Linked DNA regions of Mus musculus: regions 2, 3 and 4 are each linked to region 1. Evidence: chromatin contacts called from public Micro-C and promoter capture Hi-C data. All regions are on one chromosome and are shown on one strand. Each heading gives the region's core, a stretch centred on a gene start, on an enhancer-like site or on the middle of the called end of the contact. The rest is flanking DNA. Distances are from core to core; before and after follow the strand shown.

Region 1 (3,265 bases), core at 198-2,697:
TCCTTCCTATGGAGTGAGACACCCAGGCCCTTCCTGAGTAAGAACAGACAGGGTCCTTTCATCAGCCTCTCCTCTAACAAGGTATGAACCACGCCAGCAGCCAGGGGATGCCTCCCCGCCCTGGTCTGCGAGACAATTTGCTGAGCCAGCACTTTTTTGGGCCAGGGAAGGGACAGAGTCCCATCCTCTGCCATGTTGACACCCCACCCCAGTTGATTCTGGAGCTCTGGAATGTTAGGGATTCCCAAGAGGCCCTTCCTCCTGCTCATTTGGAGGGGGGGGGGAGCAGCCTTATTTACATGTCAGCTCACCAAGTGGTGGCAGTGGTGGTGGTGGGGCTCCTGCCTTTGGGGTTCAGGCACCATCTCCAGCTGGCAGGGTAGACAGCTGGAAGCTTCTGGAAAGTAACTGCTCACAGTTTTGAAGCTTTGAGGGCTCCTTTTACAGATGGGAGACGATTGCTTAGTGACCCAGCCTGAGCCAAAGGGCACCATCTGTGTGTGTGTGTGTCATACATGTGTGTGCCTGTGTGCCTAGGAGGCGCCAAGGACAGTCTCCAGCAGCTTCTGGGTGACAGGGGCCAGATGTCTGCCTGGGGAGGCCACATACTCCTAGCAGAACCCTGCTGCCTGGGTCTGAATCCTGCCTGGCCTCTTGAGTCATAAAATGAGGGGCATCCCACACTTGCTTCTTGTGGGGAAGTAACTAAGAGGCATGTAACAGCTCTGAACTTGGCCTGCAAAGGGTTTGTCTCTGCATTAAATAACTACAATGTATCTGCATACAATACACTAAGTCCTGGATATCTGTGGTCTCAGCAGGAACACTTTAACAAGAAGGAAAAGGGCACAGAGAGGTTGAGTCCTTAGTCCCAGGACACACAGTACCCTTCTTACCTCTACCCCTAGGGTGATCTGGTGGGCCCTGTCCAGTCAGAGGGAGGGGGAGAGGGGAGATAGGCTGGGAGGACTTTGTCTCCAGGGTGATGCAGGAGACAACTCCTCTTTCCTCTGTCTTCAAAACTAGGGCACTGGGCTTAGAAAGGTGACCCCCAACCCTGGGCTGCTGAAGGGCCAGGACCTCCCCAGATCTTGGAGGGGGGTTACCCTTCCCAAGCCTCCCTAGACACCCATCGTCCTCACCTGGCACTAGCGCGTCCGGCTTGACCTTTTCTTAAAGATCAGCGGCAGCGGCTGATGGGTTTCGTGGGTCCCAAAGGAGACCCTTCAGACAGCCCGAGCCACGGGCTGCAGAGCCCCTAATTGGAGCAATGAATCACCGCGGGCTCCTGCTGGACACAGAATAGACAGAGGAGCTGGGGCCTATTGTGCCATAGTTTGGGACACAGGGGGGTGAGGGGGTAGGAGAGGGTGGGGAGAGAGGAGGAGGGGGTGGAGGAGGGGGTTGGGGAAGAGAAGAGGTCAGGGGAGGAGGAATCGAGAGGAGAGGATGAGTCAGAGGAGGAGGGGCGGAGAGAGGTAAGAAGAGGAGGAGGATTAGAAGGAGGAGGAGGAGGTAGGGGAGGAGAGGAGGGAGAGGAGGATTAGGAGAAGGAGGAGTCCGAGTCAGGGGAGGAGGAGCCTGGGAAGAGGCGGGCAGCAGGGCGGCGCGAGGGAAGGCTTCTCCGCCTCCGCCTCCCTCCCGCGCCCTCCGCCCCGCGCCGCCCCGCCTCCCTCCTCCCCAATTAAATGACCCGACGCTCGGGCCGGCGCCGGAGCTCGCACATGCGGCCGCCGCAGCCGCCCGGGGCCCGTCGCCACCGTCGCCACCGCCGCGTTCCGGGCGCGCTCTCCGGCGCCGCCTGGGCCCGCGCCGCCACCCGCCGGGACTCGGCAGCCCCGGGCACCGCCGCGGAGACCCTCGGTGCGCCCCGGGCCGCGTGCGCGCCGCCGCGCGCCAAACTTTGCGAGTTGGGCGCGGGGCCTCGGTGCGCGCGGCCCGAGCAGCGGCAGCCGCGGGGCGCGCGGAGGCGGACGCGGCGGCCGGGCCATGAGCGGCCGGGCGGCGCCGCTCTCCCGTAAGCAGCGGCTCATGGCAGCGGCGGGCGCGGCCCTGTCGTGCTTCATCTGCGGCGGCGGCATCGCGCGCGGCAAGGAGCTGAAGCTGCCGGTGAGGCCGGCGGGCCCCGCGCAGCCCTTCTTCCCGTTCCTGCAGCAGCAGGAGCCGGCGCCCGGCGCGCGCGGGCTGAGCGCGACCGATGGCTGCGTGCTGGTGTGCGCCGTGTGCCGCTGCTTCCTGGCCGAGCAGTGGGCCGCCTTCGAGCGCGCGCGCACGCCCGTGGACAAGCGCGTGTACTGGCTCAAGAGGCCGCATCAGTGCGACGCGAGCGCGGCTGGCCGGCGCGGGGCCCGCGAGTGGAACACCGAGGACGCGCGCGACTCGGAGCTGTCGGAGCTGTCGGACGCCGACGCGCTGCCCGAACCGGAGCCCGAGCCCGAGCCCGAGCCCGAGCCGGAGCCGGAGCCTGAGCCCGAGGATGCGCACGACTCCAGCAAGTCCGGAGCCCGGCGCCGGCGCACGGGGCCAGGGGCGCACTGGGCTCCGGAGCCGCGAGCCAGCGTGCTGAGGGGCATCCAGGAACCCTGGCCCGGCCCCGCTGCGCCCGACGGCACGGACGGCGCCGCCTCCAGCCGGCCCGCGGCGCCCCCAGAGCGCAGTAGCACCCCCGAGGGCAACGACGTCGCCGGGAGCCTCGGGGACGAAGGGCTGGAGCGGCCTCCCCGGATACCCGCGGACAGCCAGGCCCGCTGTTGCTACGTCTGTGGCTCGGCGCTGTCACCGGCCTCGCAGCAGCAGATCCACGTGCAGAAGCAGGAGACTCCCGCCCAGGCGCCCTTCTTCCCCTTCCTGTGGCTACATAGCCCCCCGCCCGGCGCCCAGCCCATCACTGAGGCGGGCAGCACCCTCGTGTGTCCCTGCTGCTTCTCGTCCCTCACACACCAGTGGCAGAGCTTTGAGCTAGCCAACGTGCCGGTCTTGCAGCGGCTCTACGTGGTGCCCCTGAACAGCCACGCCCCCGGCATGGCCTCCAAGGCCCGGAGACTCCCTAGGGAAGAGGTTCCCGCCCCCACCGCGGGGCTACTGCGGGAAGCCTGCTACCTCTGTGGGGAGGACTGTACACGGGATGCCCGGGCTGTGCCCTCCCGCCTTGTCAACGGCAACTCTGGGGGCTCCATGCACTTCCCCTTCCTTAGCCTCCTGCCCTGCCCACCCAACGCTCGGCCCCCCAACAAGCGCTGCGAGGTTCGCAGCTGCCCCAAGTGCT
Region 2 (3,265 bases), core at 218-2,717, 890 kb after region 1:
CGTGGGGGGGGGGTCGGAGAAGAAGAAAGACTGAGACAAATGTTTTATCTGTCGCCTTCTTCCCTACCCAACCGGACCAACAACTTCCAGAAGGTTCTGCGAGGCATAGAGCCATTCCGTAGGGACATCTCGGTGCTTCTGAGGAAGCGGACCGAGCAGGGATCCGATGACGACTGGAGATGTTGAAGGAATAAATACCAGTCCACAAATAAACAAACTGTCCCCGGGATTCCTAGAGGGAAGGAGCACGCTTGAAGGTCGGGGAACTCCGAGTCGCTGTGCGTCAAGGTTGGCATAAAATTAAAAAAAAAAAAAGTCCTTCAGTTACCAGGCCCTCTAAGGAGCCCCTGGTCCTCAGCTCACCTTATCAAAACTCAGTAAAACAAACAGCCTGAAATACAGTCAATTTACAGGATCCCAAAGATGCTGACCGCGGAGTGGGACCCACGCCGGGCCCCGGCAACAGCTAGGGAAGCGGGTCCGAGGCTACACAGTGCCGCGCTCCTTTGCGTTTCCAGTGACGAAGCCGGCGATGGAGTGCAGGCTTGGAGCTCCCCACGCCGAACGGGGACACCAGCTCCCGGGGGCTGGCTGCCTTGTCCTAACCTCCAGACAGCGCTTTCATAGGTGGGGAGAAGGGAGAGGCCGGGATGGATGGCAGGGAAAGCTAGCCCTCGTCTATGCGGGAGAGGAGACCAGGAAAGCAACAGTTGGGTTCACGCGCTTCCCTGAACCCCACGAAATTGTTTGGAGGACTCAGATGGATCACCTAAGTAGCAGCGAAGACGAAGGACCAATGGTTCCTTAGGTGTTACCTTCCCAGTTTGGCATTCCCACTAAGCCTTCCCTCCCAGCCCGACCCCGTCGTGAAGGGGAGAGGAACCGAATTCTCCAACCCGGCCTCCTTTGTGGGCTCTTCCTCAACCTGGAAGCGTCCTGTGAATTATCCATCACTGCATTCAACAGGCCCTACACGCTCAGTCCGTTTGCTCTGAACCCATTACAACTAGGCCCCGATAATTAAGAAATCTAATTATTCGCCTCTTCATCCATTAATAATAATAAAAAAAAAATCTCCAGGCTCTTTCCTACTTACAAGGTCTTGGGGGCAAATCTCTGCCCAACTTCATCAATTCGATGTTATATTTCAAACTAAACTTCTTTTTATTTTCCAAAGGAACAGGGTTTTTAATTTTTGCTCTGGACACGTGGTCTCGTTAAACAAAATGTGATAATAAAATAAAATTTTATAAGATGTAACTCATTTTTAAAAGTCCTCAAGTTAACTTGAGCTGGGGGGGGGGGAGATCTGGCTAAGAGCATCTGGGTCTTAGAGCCGACGGATTCAGGCGCTCCTCGTTTTGATTGGTGCCATCCTTCTCGCAGCTGCCAGATGATTGGTGCAAACTTCCTGGAGGGGGCGCGGCCTGAAGAAAGTAAAAACTCGCTTTGAGCCAGAAGACTTTTGAAACTTTTCCCAATCCCTAAAAGGGACTTTGCTTCTTTTTCCGGGCTCGGCCGCGCAGCCTCTCCGGACCCTAGCTCGCTGACGCTGCGGGCTGCAGTTCTCCTGGCGGGGCCCCGAGAGCCGCTGTCTCCTTTTCTAGCACTCGGAAGGGCTGGTGTCGCTCCACGGTCGCGCGTGGCGTCTGTGCCGCCAGCTCAGGGCTGCCACCCGCCAAGCCGAGAGTGCGCGGCCAGCGGGGCCGCCTGCCGTGCACCCTTCAGGATGCCGATCCGCCCGGTCGGCTGAACCCGAGCGCCGGCGTCTTCCGCGCGTGGACCGCGAGGCTGCCCCGAGTCGGGGCTGCCTGCATCGCTCCGTCCCTTCCTGCTCTCCTGCTCCGGGCCTCGCTCGCCGCGGGCCGCAGTCGGTGCGCGCAGGCGGCGACCGGGCGTCTGGGACGCAGCATGCAGGCGCGTTACTCGGTATCGGACCCCAACGCCCTGGGAGTGGTACCCTATTTGAGTGAGCAAAACTACTACCGGGCGGCCGGCAGCTACGGCGGCATGGCCAGCCCCATGGGCGTCTACTCCGGCCACCCGGAGCAGTACGGCGCCGGCATGGGCCGCTCCTACGCGCCCTACCACCACCAGCCCGCGGCGCCCAAGGACCTGGTGAAGCCGCCCTACAGCTATATAGCGCTCATCACCATGGCGATCCAGAACGCGCCAGAGAAGAAGATCACTCTGAACGGCATCTACCAGTTCATCATGGACCGTTTCCCCTTCTACCGCGAGAACAAGCAGGGCTGGCAGAACAGCATCCGCCACAACCTGTCACTCAATGAGTGCTTCGTGAAAGTGCCGCGCGACGACAAGAAGCCGGGCAAGGGCAGCTACTGGACGCTCGACCCGGACTCCTACAACATGTTCGAGAATGGCAGCTTCCTGCGGCGGCGGCGGCGCTTCAAGAAGAAGGATGTGCCCAAGGACAAGGAGGAGCGGGCCCACCTCAAGGAGCCGCCCTCGACCACGGCCAAGGGCGCTCCGACAGGGACCCCGGTAGCTGACGGGCCCAAGGAGGCCGAGAAGAAAGTCGTGGTTAAGAGCGAGGCGGCGTCCCCCGCGCTGCCGGTCATCACCAAGGTGGAGACGCTGAGCCCCGAGGGAGCGCTGCAGGCCAGTCCGCGCAGCGCATCCTCCACGCCCGCAGGTTCCCCAGACGGCTCGCTGCCGGAGCACCACGCCGCGGCGCCTAACGGGCTGCCCGGCTTCAGCGTGGAGACCATCATGACGCTGCGCACGTCGCCTCCGGGCGGCGATCTGAGCCCAGCGGCCGCGCGCGCCGGCCTGGTGGTGCCACCGCTGGCACTGCCATACGCCGCAGCGCCACCCGCCGCTTACACGCAGCCGTGCGCGCAGGGCCTGGAGGCTGCGGGCTCCGCGGGCTACCAGTGCAGTATGCGGGCTATGAGTCTGTACACCGGGGCCGAGCGGCCCGCGCACGTGTGCGTTCCGCCCGCGCTGGACGAGGCTCTGTCGGACCACCCGAGCGGCCCCGGCTCCCCGCTCGGCGCCCTCAACCTCGCAGCGGGTCAGGAGGGCGCGTTGGGGGCCTCGGGTCACCACCACCAGCATCACGGCCACCTCCACCCGCAGGCGCCACCGCCCGCCCCGCAGCCCCCTCCCGCGCCGCAGCCCGCCACCCAGGCCACCTCCTGGTATCTGAACCACGGCGGGGACCTGAGCCACCTCCCCGGCCACACGTTTGCAACCCAACAGCAAACTTTCCCCAACGTCCGGGAGATGTTCAACTCGCACC
Region 3 (3,265 bases), core at 212-2,711, 650 kb before region 1:
TAACTACAAAGTTCTGAATTGTACATTTCAAAATGGCTAAAATGATGGATCTCGTTACATGAATTTTGCCTCAATTAAAAAAATATGCACTGGGGACTGGTTAGATGGCTCAGCAGATTGTTTTTGCTGTGCAAGCTTAAGGACCTGAGCTGAGGTCCCCAGCAGTATCTAAGAGTGGGTATGTAAGCAGAACCAATTTGTAATTTCAGTATTGGGAAGAAAGGAGCAGACGAGAGGACCCTGGGGGCCAGTCAGTCAGTCAAACATAAAGAAAACTCTTGAGTTCTGTGAGAGACGTTTTCTCGAAAAATAAGGTTGCAAGTGACAGACACTGACCCGTAGCCTCCACACCCACACATAAATAAACAACACTCCCCCCGCCCCAACACACACACACACCCTCCACTGATAAAGTAACGTTGGACATGGCGCGTCTGTAATATTTTAGCAATGACTAGGGTCACTCTGAAAAAGCCATCCCACCCTTGGGAATGAAGTTACAACACCACCACCTGTAAAAAGCGGCTAACGCTTCTCCCCTACAACGAGAATTCGATGAGGTGACGCATAAAAAGCATTTGCAACAGTGCCTTCCCGCCACCCCTCAATAAACCGGAGCCACTAGGCAGGATCATCGCTCAGGGTTCGATGCTAGCGACCCCTATTCGTACTGACCCGAGTTTATGAAGAAGCTAAGAGCGCTGTCCCCGCGGCTTCACTTTATCCCCTTCCTCAATCGCACCCGGGTGTACTACACAAGAGGAAGGAAACGGACGCAACGACATCCCAGGATCTCAGCGAAGGCTCGGCCCAGAGCCCTGGCAGGTGGTCGTTGAGACTCCCCGTGGGAACCCGAACCCGCTGCGGTCACCGCCCAGGGGTGCGGCTGAGTCCTGGTAGCAGAACAGGGACTCCCTGCTAGTGTCCCATCCCTCCCCAGTGGCGCCGGGCACGGCCCAGCGACTCTGCAAAACCCACCGGGCTCTGCAGAAGCTGCGCGCTTTCTTCAGCAGCGCGGCCATTCTGCATCAGTCCTGAGACTTAGAACCTACTTAGACCTAGCGACCAGGAATAAAGGAGGATAAAGAGACACCGACAAAAGGGCCGTCCCGGGGCGTGTCGCCTGTGCGAGCCTCCTGCCGAGGACCAGGCCCGGGACACCTGCTCAGGGAGCTGAGCGGCTGCCTAGAGCGCGGAACCAGAGTTCCCCGCTACGGGGCGCGGCGGGGGGGAGGGCGTTCCCGAGGGTCGGGGTCCAGGGGGCGTGGCCAGGGACGGAAGCGGGGCGCGAGGGGCGTGAGGGGCGCGGGCGCAATACCTGCAGCGAGAGGCGCGGTCTCCGAAGCCCGTCCCGCCCGCTGCCCGCGCGGCCGCCGCCCCGGGACACCACCGCAGGTCCGCTACCCACGTGATCCGCGCACGCGCCCGGGTGCAGTTTCCCCCGTGGCCCCCCCTCGGCTAGGCCCGCCCTCGGCGGCGTAACTGACTGCGCGTGCGCACTGGTTGCCGCGGCGACCGGGAAAGCGTTGGACAGCCAACGACGCGGACCGTAGAGTATTAGGGCTGAGTGGTCGGGCCAGGAGTGAGCATGCACCCCGAAGTCTCTGAGCCGCCGGTGGACAGCGTGGCGGAGCCCAGTCTGGAGGAGTCGGCAGGCGATCACGGCGACGCGGGGCCAGGGATCCGTAAAGAAGGTGCCTTAGCGCTGGGAAGCCAAAGGGGCGAGGGCTCGTGTCCCTCACACATGCCCATTTCACTCAGCTGGGGACAACCAGCACCCCTCACACATACCCATCCATACAGCTACAAGAACAGCACCTTTATTGATATGATCAATCCAGTACATATAGAAGACCCATTATTTATTCCATGATAATTTATTAGATACCTTCCTGTGGCTGGGAATTGTTTGCAATGAGTGTAAGACACAGTTCCCAAACAGTGTTCAGCGTCATTCAACAAACCACAAGTACAGAGAGTTCATCAGCTCTTGACGTTACATTTATCTAAGGCTTCTAGAGGCGCCTTGCAGGGTAAAAGTGCTTGCAACACAATCCTCCAGACCTGAGTTTGAATCTCAGAAGTACATACATGCAGAGGTTAAGATCAACCATGTGATTGCTGGGACTTGAACTCTCGGAACCTTCTGTAGAGCAGTCAGTACTCTTACCCGCTGAGCCATCTCTCCAGGCCCTGGAAAATGTCTTTCATATTTAATAGTGTGCACAGGGTTCTAACATCCAAGGAGAGACCAGCCCAGAACAAAGCTTGCTTCTTTTACACAGGTTTGAGCGATCAAACTGATCACACCCTGTTCTTGTGTGTGCTTTTATCAGTGAGTTGTTTTTATGTTGCCGCCCCTAAGTTACACTTTGAGCAATTAAACACGTTTACAGGAGTGGGAACTGTAGGTGCTCACACCTGGCAAAAGGGGTAGGGGGGAGATTTACACAGCAAACTGCATCACAGTTATCTCTGAACCAAAGTGGGGAGAGACAGAGCTCTTGCCCTGTCCCAGAGCTGCCCTTCTGCTGTCCCTGGTAAGAGAAATGGGCTTGCGGGCTGGAAAGTTGGCTCAGCGGTTAAGAACACTGACTGCTCTTCCAAACGTCCTGAGTTCAATTCCCTGCAACCACGTGGTGGTTCACAACTATAATAGGATCCATGGCCTCTTCTGGTGGGTCTGAAGACAGATACAATGTACTCATATAAATAAAATAAATCTTTTTAGAAAGAGAGAGGGGGGGGGCTTGATGAACTTCTGTTCTGTTGAGCAGATTTTAACAGAAACATCTAAACTAGAATTAGATTTAAGTACAACTCTACTTATCTTGCTGTTTTCTGAGGGTCTGGTTTCTGACGTGTGTGGGTGCCCAAGGAGGCCAGAATAGGGCATCAGATCGACTGGCAGTGGCATTACAGGCACTTGTGAGCTGCCTTGTAGGTGCTGAGAACTAAATTCTCTGTTTTCTGGGAGAGTAACAAGCACTGTTAGTGACTAAGCCATCCATCTCCCCATCACCCTGTATAGCAATTTGACAGTAGCTTTCTTAGTGACTTTGTAAATGTCAGCTTTAGGCTATTCCTCTATAAAAACTGCACAGGAGAACATAAAACTGTGGACAGAGACGTTCACTCTATGTTGTTTGTAACAGCAGGAATCTGTTGGCAATACGACTGACTATCTTTAAGGGGTTGTTTGCAGAGCAGAAAGAGTTCTTCTTCTGCCTTGTAAACAATGCACCGGCAGCTTCATCCATCAGCA
Region 4 (3,265 bases), core at 222-2,721, 530 kb before region 1:
GCCCACAGAATATGTTTTTACCCTTCTCTCAGAGACTCAGCCCATGAGGGGACACCAGTGGGCTTATACTCAGCCCACAAGGGGACACCTGGCTTATACTCAGAGCTATTTCTGCTCCTGAAGCTCCCCCCACTTGCACACAGTGGGTCTCTACTCTCTCAGTGTCTACCCTGCAGGCCCTCCACGCACAGTAGGCAGTTCATCCTATTGCTCTCTCAGGTCCTGTCTTCCTGCCATGTCCACATCTTTGGAGGCAGTCTCTCAAACCAGCTCTCTGGTGCTGTTTTCCTCTGGGATGCCAACTCACCTCACGGAGGAGTAAACTGAGGTGGAGAGAGGAGGGTAAAGTCACCCAAGGTCACACATGTCTGGAAGGACGTGGCCTGGACTGCAAAGCTGAGGAAGTCCAGTTTCCCTCCTTTTTTTTAGGATTGGGTGGGGGGCGGGGTGAAGTCTCCTGCTGGGGGAGGGGCCTCACAGCGGGAGCAGGCATCGTGGTGGGGGATGGGCGGCAGGATGATGGAAGTGCTTTGGCTTTGTTAAGAGAGAAAGATGCAGGGGGGACATGAAGCCCACTAAAGCGTCCAGTCAGGTTGACTAGGACGGCAGTGGCCACCGCCTGGGGGAGCCAGTGAGGCACGTGGTAACTATTTGCGCAAAGGGGACAGGTTAGTCGAACAAACAAATATGCAGTCAGTTGATCAACTGCCAGAGGTCAAAAGTAAACCCAGGATGGGGCATGACCCAGCCTTCTCCAGGGCCACCTCTGCTCCGTGGAGCTAGGGACCCTGGTCCACCTAAAAAGCCATAAAAAATCCCGCTCAAGTTTAAGAGTGAAATTGAAAATTGAAGCGGCTTAGTAGGGCTCCCGTAGAGGGTTTTCCTTGTAGCTTTCCAGAGCACGCACTGGGCAGCCCGAAGTGTAGGACACCCCTCTCCGCGTTACAGGGTACCAGTGTGCTGCCGATGCAAACACGCTCTGTGCTGAGCCCTTCCGGATCACACTGTTTTCCTGGATCCCCAGTTTTCCTGGGACAGGGGGTGCTGTTCTGATCATTAGAAAGAGAGGAGTGTGCTCTACAGGTAAACATATCTTCCACAAGTGGCTGTGGCACCCCCAGTTTCCGTACTCCCAAAGGCGCATCTACATAGGTGTAGGTAAGGCTGTCTCAGCTTTCTGCTCTTATTTCAGTTACAGATGCGACCAGGTGGCTCAGAGAGGCCAGATGATTTGACTGGCCCCGAGCTGCTCTATCCCAGGTAAGGCTTTTAACTCAGGACTTTCTCCCTTTCAGGCGATTCTTATGCTCTGGCAGGTTTGGACAAGAATCAGAGCTCTGAGACCACACAGAGGCTTCCTGATCCTTCCTGAGCCGCTGCGGCTGACCCTTGGAGTTTGGGGTCCTGGCGCCAGCGGGGCGGGCCAGGCGTGCAGAGGGCGGAGCTGCTGGGCCCTGCCCAGGGGCGGAGCTCACCTGGGGACCAGGTAGACAGCTCCCCGGCAACCTGGCCGCCCGGGAAGCCTGGGCGCGCAGCAGCCGCGGCCTCGCTAGGGCCCCAGGGACGCGGGCAGGGACTGCGACCAGCCCCACGGCCGGCTGTGGAGCAGCCTGGACACCAGTTCACCATGGGGAGACGCCTCAAGTTTCTGCAGAAACTGGCCTTCTTGGGCCAGAACCACCGGTACAAGGCGCTGGAGAGGGACGAGGTGGAGACCCTGGTGAGTCTGGGCGATTTGGTATGAAGCGTGGAATTAGATCCCACATTTGTCCCCTGGGACTCTGTATCTGACCCCTGGGAACCCGTGGATCACTGGACTCTGAGATTCTTCTCAGCACCTCAGTTGACTCTGAAAAGAACCTAGCTTCGAAGTAAGCAGCTCCACCAGGCTCAAGGCGCAGAACTCAGCAATTAACTTGGTTAGGCCAGCCCATTTTGGGACCGAGAAACTAAGGCCGGTGCTCTTTAAGGGCATGGAGTTAGCAGGCCACCTAGCCAGAAGTTAACTTCGTTTTCTCCGATTCAGGGGAGTTTAAACTCCTCTACCCAGAGAGACAGCTGCGTGAACTTTTACAGAAAGGCTGCCGGGATTGAAAGGGATGTGGACCCAAAACAAAAACAAACAAACAAAAAAGCCACACAAAATCCCGCTCAAGTTTAAGAGTGAAAATTGAAATTTGAAGCTGTTTAGTAGGGCTCCTGTAGAGGGCTTTCCTCCACATCAATGTGGTTTTTAAAAAGCTGCTCTGAGCCAACGCATGGTAGCACATGCCTCTTATCCCAGCACTTGGGAGGCAGGGACAGATAGATCTTTGAGATAGAGACCAGTCTAATCTGTATAGTGAGTTTCAGTCCAGCCAGAGCTACACAGAGAAACCCTTTCTTAAAAAGCAAACCAGAACCCCACTCTGAATGGTATAATGTCTTTGAACCTTAAGGTAGCTTCTGGGCTAACCTTACAGAGCTTCAGTGCAAGAAGTTTCTCTACAGGACCAACAGCCATAACGTTGTTTCTGTGACTCTGATGGTGCCGTTGGGGTCCAGCCAGCACAGCTCCCCACCCCTGCCAGCTTTGTAAAGGCTGAGAGTGGAAACTCACAGCACACCCAGAACTCCATGCTTGTCCATGGGGAGCTGAGACCTGTGCTCTTTAAGGGCATGGAGTTCTCAGGCCACCTAGCCAGGGAGTCTTGTCTTGCCGAGGGGGAAGAGGGTCTAGGTTAAATTTGTAACAACAGAAGATGTTTTGTAATATTTCAATTTTATTTTCTCCCAAGGAATGCCATGGTCAAAACACTTGATGGTGTGGTTTTTAGATAACTATACATTTGTTTACAAAGGTTATTGTATGTGTCCGCGTTGGTGTTGATGTAAGAATTCTGGTCTTAGGGCTGTGAACCGCAGGACCCAAAACTATCCGTGTTTCTCTGCCACCTCATGTGTTAGTGGTGTACCATAATCCTTTGCTAATGCCAAGTGTGTCCTTACACGGTTTGTACTGTGTGGTTAGAAGGAGTTGGAATTGTATTTGTTGACACTGACAGCTTCCTTCCACCTTTTTCTGTCCTTCCCCCCCCCACCTTTTTTTTTTGCCTCTGTCTTTTGATGTTTTGGGCAAGGCTAGGGGCTCCTGATGTGTAGCCAGTTGTCATTAGAGAGAGAGATTCTAAAAGTGTGCAGGTGTGGGCTTGGTGAAGTCCACCTGGAGATGCTCTGAGCCAGGTGGACTTCATTCCCCTGAGCTGTTCAAAGGTCCCCCAAGCTG

What was found. Promoter capture Hi-C pulls out the DNA fragments that hold promoters and counts their contacts. Hi-C and Micro-C count contacts between places; a contact is called where the count stands out from the background.
Region 2: a contact with region 1 is called in a Micro-C map of embryonic stem cells, with 3 times the contacts expected there. The contact joins the promoter of Foxc2 here to the promoter of A330074K22Rik in region 1. A contact is called at or near these places in 1 of 39 promoter capture datasets (embryonic stem cells) and 1 of 484 Hi-C or Micro-C datasets (embryonic stem cells).
Region 3: a contact with region 1 is called in a promoter capture Hi-C map of liver, with 2.7 times the contacts expected there. The contact joins the promoter of Dnaaf1 here to the promoter of A330074K22Rik in region 1. A contact is called at or near these places in 2 of 39 promoter capture datasets (liver and stem cell-derived epiblast-like cells), 1 of 484 Hi-C or Micro-C datasets (embryonic stem cells) and 2 of 115 datasets of contacts at active chromatin or transcription factors (bone marrow-derived macrophages and pancreatic cancer cells).
Region 4: a promoter capture Hi-C map of embryonic stem cells shows a contact between it and region 1, with 4 times the contacts expected there. The contact joins the promoter of Atp2c2 here to the promoter of A330074K22Rik in region 1. A contact is called at or near these places in 2 of 39 promoter capture datasets (embryonic stem cells and stem cell-derived epiblast-like cells) and 1 of 115 datasets of contacts at active chromatin or transcription factors (pancreatic cancer cells).

What each region holds. Positions count from the first base shown.
Region 1 is chr8:120,226,783-120,230,047 of GRCm38.p6, forward strand. A330074K22Rik (RIKEN cDNA A330074K22 gene) reads right to left here and starts at 1,448. Exons shown (of 3, transcript NR_110496.1): 1 at 1,143-1,448. It also overlaps a transcript of Gse1 not described here.
Region 2 is chr8:121,114,704-121,117,968 of GRCm38.p6, forward strand. Foxc2 (forkhead box C2) reads left to right here and starts at 1,468. Exons shown (of 1, transcript NM_013519.2): 1 at 1,468-3,265. The coding sequence starts at 1,912.
Region 3 is chr8:119,573,774-119,577,038 of GRCm38.p6, forward strand. It overlaps Dnaaf1 (dynein, axonemal assembly factor 1), which reads left to right and starts at 1,462. Exons shown (of 12, transcript NM_026648.4): 1 at 1,462-1,694. The coding sequence starts at 1,589. It overlaps Hsdl1 (hydroxysteroid dehydrogenase like 1), which reads right to left and starts at 1,402. Exons shown (of 5, transcript NM_175185.5): 1 at 1,319-1,402.
Region 4 is chr8:119,698,538-119,701,802 of GRCm38.p6, forward strand. Atp2c2 (ATPase, Ca++ transporting, type 2C, member 2) reads left to right here and starts at 1,472. Exons shown (of 27, transcript NM_026922.1): 1 at 1,472-1,720. The coding sequence starts at 1,628.